Regions from separate parts of the Chanodichthys erythropterus genome. Here region 2 is linked to region 1. Evidence: chromatin contacts called from public Hi-C data. All regions are on one chromosome and are shown on one strand. Each heading gives the region's core, a stretch centred on a gene start, on an enhancer-like site or on the middle of the called end of the contact. The rest is flanking DNA. Distances are from core to core; before and after follow the strand shown.

Region 1 (3,544 bases), core at 622-3,121:
GGATGTGCTGAACAAACAAGTCCGATCCATGGACGCCCCACTTCGCAACTTACAGGACTTAAAGGATCTGCTGCAAACATCTTGGTGCCAGATACCACAGCACACCATCTGTTTTTTTTATTGTTCAGATAAAGCCGACTCTGTGACCCTCCTCACATGATTAATAGCTATGCTATAATAGTGTTATGAGATAGTGCCTTTTTTTAGACAGTATGTTTTTTTCTTTCTGATATCATGCCCCATTTAGTGTGACAAATGCCTTTTTTTTGTTTTGTTTTCCCACCTCTGTTTCTTTTTTTGTGTTTAAGATGTTTGTGTTGGCCTGTCAGTGCAGTGGTCGAGGAGTTTGACTCAAGCATTCATTTCCTCCTGATGACCTCCTGTCTTCAGCAGTGAACTCACACAGAGACTCTGCAGAGGTGATCGATTGGAGACAACGGGCAGCAATTCCTCCTTGGGAGAATGTGCAAATGAGATCAATTGATCGAGTTCACCATGGATGCAGTGAGGAGAGGCATAATTAGTTACACTGAGTGTGTGTTGTCTGCGTGTTTCTTCATGTGGATCTCTGTCTTCGGAGTGACTGAAGGTCTATTTATTGCATTCAATATATTGTAACAATAAGACTCGTTATTGCTTGAGAAAACAATTAACAGGGCAACAAAAATATTCACTCTATTCATCATATGAAATGTCTTTTATCTCACCTAATACTTTAGCAAACTGTTTTTTTTTTCTCTTCACTTCCATTTGAATTCATTACCCCAATATGTGTTTTGCTCATTAACTGTCTTTGTGGTATTCAGAGATTTTTCATTACAGGCTAAATGAGGTGCTGTTGCATAATTAGCCCACATTTAAAGTGTGGTACAACTTATTTTTAGGCCACAGCACAGTTAAAAGTACTGTACTCTTGCCTAATGACTCGAAAATAATGTGAAGGTTTACATTATCGCTCCATTTCCAGGATACAGACCCATGACTGATTTATCTTCTTTGCCTTATATGTCATGCTTCACTTGTGGTTCGATACACAGCTGATTATTTGTAAGAAATTGCACGCACGCACACACATACATACCTTTTTCTTCTTCTTTCTTTCTTTATCCCCCTTTGCTAGGCCAAAATGGTGGCTTTTTTTTAAATAATGGCCTTTTCGCAGTCCGCATGTGGCTAGACAGAAACCCATCCTGAGAAATTCACTGGAATGAAACGTGGACAAATAGCAACAGTGTTGCTGATACGCGACAATTTTACTAAATGCCAAAAGGGGGCAGTAGTGTTACAAAATGACAGCTTGCACCGATGCACTTCATTAGTGAGTCTGTCACTCACAGCACCCCCATTACCCATGTCATTTGTTATAATAGTCGGAGCATGCGAGGTACAGTAGGGTTCGAAGGAGGATCGCAACAGGATCACTAATACTTCATTTCGAATGTCTATATATCACGCATTCTATTGGAAACATGAGTAACTGAACACAAACTTGACACTTAAAGCATGAATGATTTTTGAGTGTGTGTAGTAGTGTGTGTGTTTTTAAGTTCCACTGAATGAACAAATAAGATATCAATGATAATTTTAGTAACAAACAATTTTCTGGCGCCGCAAATAATGACACATAATAAGATTATTTAAAGCGATCGATTTCTTGTCTTGAGCAGTCAACCAATTGAACTCTTGAAGTGACATTAAAAGGCTGTAGGATAAATCTATACTTGTTTTGATCCCAAGTGTTCACTTTGTAGTTCTCTGTCAAAGTGGAAGATACATCCAGGATGCAGACAGCGCGTGTGAGCATTCAGGGGAGGGCGAAGTAAGTGATGCTGAGCCAATGGAGATACTCGTGCGAGAAGCATCTGTCCGAAACCCAAACTAACCGCTGGCATAACGCTACTGTCTCCGGTATGAGATGCGCGTTGAGATGAAAATCTGATTGAAGTTTGAAGAAGCTCACTCTTATTCACTGACTTTTGGAAATTCGCTCGAGCAGGACCAAACAAGAAGGTAATAATACGCACGAGAAGGTTATTATTGAAAGTTTTGTCGTGTTATTTTGCATATAGCCTACTCGAGGCACATGGTGCTGACTGCAGTTTGTGCCTGTTTTTGAGAAGATCCACCTATAGCATAATACTCTGTATTATGATATTAAGACATCACGTTTTAACGATTATAAATTAATTTATTATAATTTCTATCAAATATTTTACCGTCGTATGAAAAGCGTATATCACACAAGCCTTATTGTCGTGTTTTAGGAACGCTGATGTTAGCTGCAACGAGTATCTTTCTGATTTAATCTTGATTTCAGGATGTTTTAGTTCATGTAGTATGTATTTTTATATAAATGCATATTTTTGAGTTCAGGACTGGGTAAGGCGGTTCGTGCAGTGTGTGTTTTCACGGCTTTTGGAGATGCTGTTCCGCATTAGGTCAGCACTGCACAACCCCCAACTGTTGTAATGCTGAACTGCTACATACCTCTTAAGGATATGTTTAGAGAATGGCCATTTCTATTATGGAGAATGGTTGTTTAGTGAGAGGCATCTAACTTTAGGCTATTATTCGCATGGTTAAACAAATCCAATAACAACAAGAGCTTTTATTGTCACAGTACAGCAATAATCTCGCTTAATTTAATCACCTGTTGCATGGCTGTTCTCTTTCATCTAAGATGGCATTTTAAATTTGGGATTAATGTTTCAACAAAACCATTTTACAAGCTTACAATAATGAAATCCTCAGTTGTGATCTATATCTTTTTATGCTCATAGTTTGTGTAACCTGTCTTCAGATGTAATTTACACTACCTTGGCCTGAGCAAAGTTGTTTTTTTTTGTTTTTGTTTAAAGGGTTAGTTTACTCAAAAATTAAAAAAATTGCTCACCCTCATGTCGTTCCACACCTGAAAGTTGACGTGACTGCAGTGGTTCAACCTTAATTTTATGAAGTGACGAGAATACATTTCATGTGAAAAAAAACAAAACAAACTTTATTCAACAATATCTTCTCTTCTGTGTCATTATTATACGTTGTTTACGTTCAGCGCCGACTCATTATTGGCTGGCTCTGCATCAGCATCACACGAATGCGTTGTGCTGCTCATGTGATCAGCCTCTGCCAATACTGAGCCTGCGTTAGAAACTGGAAGCACTGAACATAAACAACGTATGAGAATGACGCAGAAGAGAAGATATTGTTTTTGAGCACAAAAATGATTCTTGTTGCTTCATAACATTAAGTTTGAACCACTGTAGTCACGTCGACTGTTTTAATGATGTTTTCAGTACCTTTCTGGACCTTGAAAGTGGTGGTTAAAGTCACCTCTCGGATTTCATAAAGAATATCTTAATTTGTGTTCTGAAGATGAACGAAGGTCTTACAGGTGTGGAATGACATGAGGTTAAGTAATAAATGACAGAAAATTTAATTTTTGGTTGAACTAACACTTTAGCCAAGCAGACGCTTTAAAGTGTTAGATCTAAAATCGCTTCTAAAAATAATGACTGAATCTGTAATTTACTTACTCATATATGCT
Region 2 (3,357 bases), core at 679-3,178, 150 kb after region 1:
AACTTGTCAATCATACAATAAATATACTATTAATTTCACTTTTTTCTCATTTCTTACAATCTCCCGCTATTGTGTTAAATACAATTTGGTGACATGCATTTTTGTTAGTTGTGTTACATATAATCAATGGTTATTAATTACAACCTGAATTCCGGTAGCGTTGGGACGTTTTTTAAATTTGAATAAAATGAAAACTAAAAGACTTTCAAATCACATGAGCCAATATTTTTTCACAATAGAACATAGATAACATAAATGTTTAAACTGTTAAAATGTTACAATTTTATGCACAAAATTAGCTCATTTCAAATTTGATGCTACAGGTCTCAAAATAGTTGGGACAGGGGCATGTTTACCATGGTGTAGCATCTCCTCTTCTTTTCAAAACAGTCTGAAGACGTCTGGGCATTGAGGTCATGAGTTTCTGAAGTTTTAATGTTGGAATTTGGTCCCATTCTTGCCTGATATATTCTGCTGAAGAGTTTGTGGTCGTCTTTGACGTATTTTTCATTTAATGATGCATCAAATGTTCTCTATAGGTGAAAGATCTGGACTGCAGGCAGGGACTCTTCTACGACAAAGCCATGCTGTTGTAATAGCTGCAGTATGTGGTCTTGCATTGTCCTGCTGAAACACACAAGGCCCTTCCCTGAAATAGACGTCATCTGGAGGGAAGCATATGTTGCTCTAAAACCTTTATATACCTTTCAGCATTCATAGTGCCTTCCAAAACTTGCAAGCTGCCATATCGTATGCACTTATGCACCCCCATACCATCAGAGATGCTGGCTTTTGAACTGAACACTGAAAACACGCTGGAAGGTCTCCCTCCTCTTTAGCCCGGAGGACACGGTGTCCGTGATTTCCAACAAGAATGTCAAATTTGGACTCGTCTGACCATAGAACACTTTTCCACTTTGAAACGGTCCATTTTAAATGAGCCTTGGCCCACAGGACACGACGGCGCTACTGGACCATGTTCACATATGGCTTCCTTTTTGTATGATAGAGCTTTAGTTGGCATCTGCAGATGGCACAGCGGATTGTGTTTACCGACAGTGGTTTCTGGAAGTATTCCGGGGCCCATTTAGTAATGTCATTGACACAATCATGCCGACGAGTGATGCAGTGTCGTCTGAGGGCCCGAAGACCACGGGCATCCAATAAAGGTCTTCGGCCTTGTCCCTTAAACACAGAGATTTCTCCAGCTTCTCTGAATCTTTTGATGGTGTTATGCACTGTAGATGATGAGATTTGCTATTTGACGTTGAGGAACATTGTTTTGTGATTTGAAAGTCTTTCATTTTTTTCAAATTTAAAAAACATCCCAACTTTTACGGAATTCGGATTGTAATTCTACTGTAACAGCATTACGAAGAATATGCAGACTGTTCTGTTGAAACCATGTTATAATTAAATTATCATCATAACATCACTGACGAAGGGCCTCCAAAAAGCATGTTTTAATTAATTAAAATATCCTGTAAAATATTTTTATCTCCTCACTGCAAATAACTTTTATTTCAAGATGTCATCAGTTGTCACCATTTGTCAATTATTACACAAATGTCACTATTTTTTAATATCAATGGTGCTACAGCAACACAAGTATTTTAAACAACAGTTTTAAATATTAAATAACATTTATTGAACTAAAATGTTCAGCATGTATAAAAATTATTTCTTAACCGTTCTTAAAGAATGGTCAAACGGTTGTTGTTGTTATTATTATTATTTTTTATGCATTTTATAAAATATAAGCCTAAGATTTCTTGTAGTGCAATTGTTATAACCTTTGAATGCTTTGATGTATGAGACTATTTAAAGTAAAAAACAAGTGCGTACGTTAAAGAGGTTTGTTTGGGGTTTAAATATTTACTTCATTTCTTTTTGACCTTCATTAACCTTGTCATTAACTTCCACCAGCTTTTAACAGCCTTTCAATGTCCCTCCCCGGATATATAAACAAGATGCTCTTTTACTCCCTGACGCTAGATGGCACTCAAGCCTTTCAATATAATGAATTTAAACCCGAACTCGAAGCCAAAGTGAAACCTGTGTTTTTGTTGTTTTTCTAGTTACTTTATTTACAGTAATTGTCTCGAACTATATGAACGTTTAAAGGGACACAAAACACACATTCAGCTTTATTGTTGAGGTAAGTTATCAGACCTCCAGCTCTAGCCAGAACATAACGTATCTAACCAGTGGCTCTTTAACACATTAGTGCTTCGTAAATGTTAGCTTGTCACGGTGTTGGTGTTGTAATTTTAAATAACCATTAATTGCATTTTCTGTCAGTCAAAACAATGATTTTTGTAGTTTCATGAGGTAGTGATTGACTGTAAGCTTGTAATACATTTTAGATACAGAGTTTATGGAAATTTAAACCCACAGGGAAGTCCCTGCTCAAATTCAAAGATGGACAAGATGAAGGTACGGCTTATGTCTTCCTTTTGAGTAACTTTGAGTAGTCTTACTTTTTTACTTTCCAAATCTGTGTAAAGATTGCAAAAACATTTAGAAATGATCCTCAAAATGACTAATATAATAAGAACAAGTTTTCAGTGTGGCTGTGATACAGAAGAGATTGAATTAATTCATTAGTCAGGACACTGGAGTAATTTATGTTATGATTGGGTTTGTGGTCTTCCTCATTTGTTGCAGGTCCCGTGCATCACAGGATGGCGTCTGCTCCACATGAGAGGAGATTTGTTCACCTGTCCGTCCACCGATGCCCTGGCGCACTGCATCAGTGAGGACTGCCGCATGGGAGCAGGGATCGCTGTACTCTTCAAGAAGAAGTTTCATGGAGTTGAGGAGCTTCAGGCTCAGAGTGAGTGTGAATTATCATTACTGACAAGTGCAACAAATATAACATGCATTTGGTTCTCAGTTTTATTCTCTTTTCTGTAGAGAAGCAACCTGGGCAATGTGCAGTCCTTGAAAGATCTGGTCGGTTTGTGTATTACCTGGTAAGATGGCTTGTAGCCACTTTAATTCACATCTGTTCTATGTTTTACAAAATCAGATGAGTTTTCTGACTTACAACATTCTCTTTTTTTGTTATTCAAAACGTACCTTTTTCACCTTTTTTCTGCACTAGATCACAAAGAAAAAGTACAACCAAAAACCCACCTATGACATTCTCAAAAAGAGCCTTGTGTCTATGAGAGAACACTGCTTGGCCAATGGCGTTAACAGTATATCCATGCCTCGGTAAACTGACAGGTTTAATAGTCGCAATAAAAGCATTTTTTTTTTTTTTTGAAATGCAGATATTGATTTTTAAATGTAATTACTTTGAATATGATTACACCTAAATTATTTAAACAATGAAAAATTATTTTTCAGTTG

The links. A called contact is a pair of places that touch in the nucleus more often than the background predicts.
Region 2: a Hi-C map of an unstated tissue shows a contact between it and region 1, with 8 times the contacts expected there. The contact joins the promoter of oard1 here to the promoter of LOC137009749 in region 1. A contact is called at or near these places in 2 of 2 Hi-C or Micro-C datasets (muscle and an unstated tissue).

What each region holds. Positions count from the first base shown.
Region 1 is chr20:27,075,087-27,078,630 of ASM2448905v1, forward strand. LOC137009749 (kelch domain-containing protein 8B-like) reads left to right here and starts at 1,872. Exons shown (of 7, transcript XM_067372220.1): 1 at 1,872-2,010.
Region 2 is chr20:27,225,855-27,229,211 of ASM2448905v1, forward strand. oard1 (O-acyl-ADP-ribose deacylase 1) reads left to right here and starts at 1,929. Exons shown (of 5, transcript XM_067371124.1): 1 at 1,929-2,158; 2 at 2,668-2,836; 3 at 2,917-2,975; 4 at 3,107-3,219. The coding sequence starts at 2,701.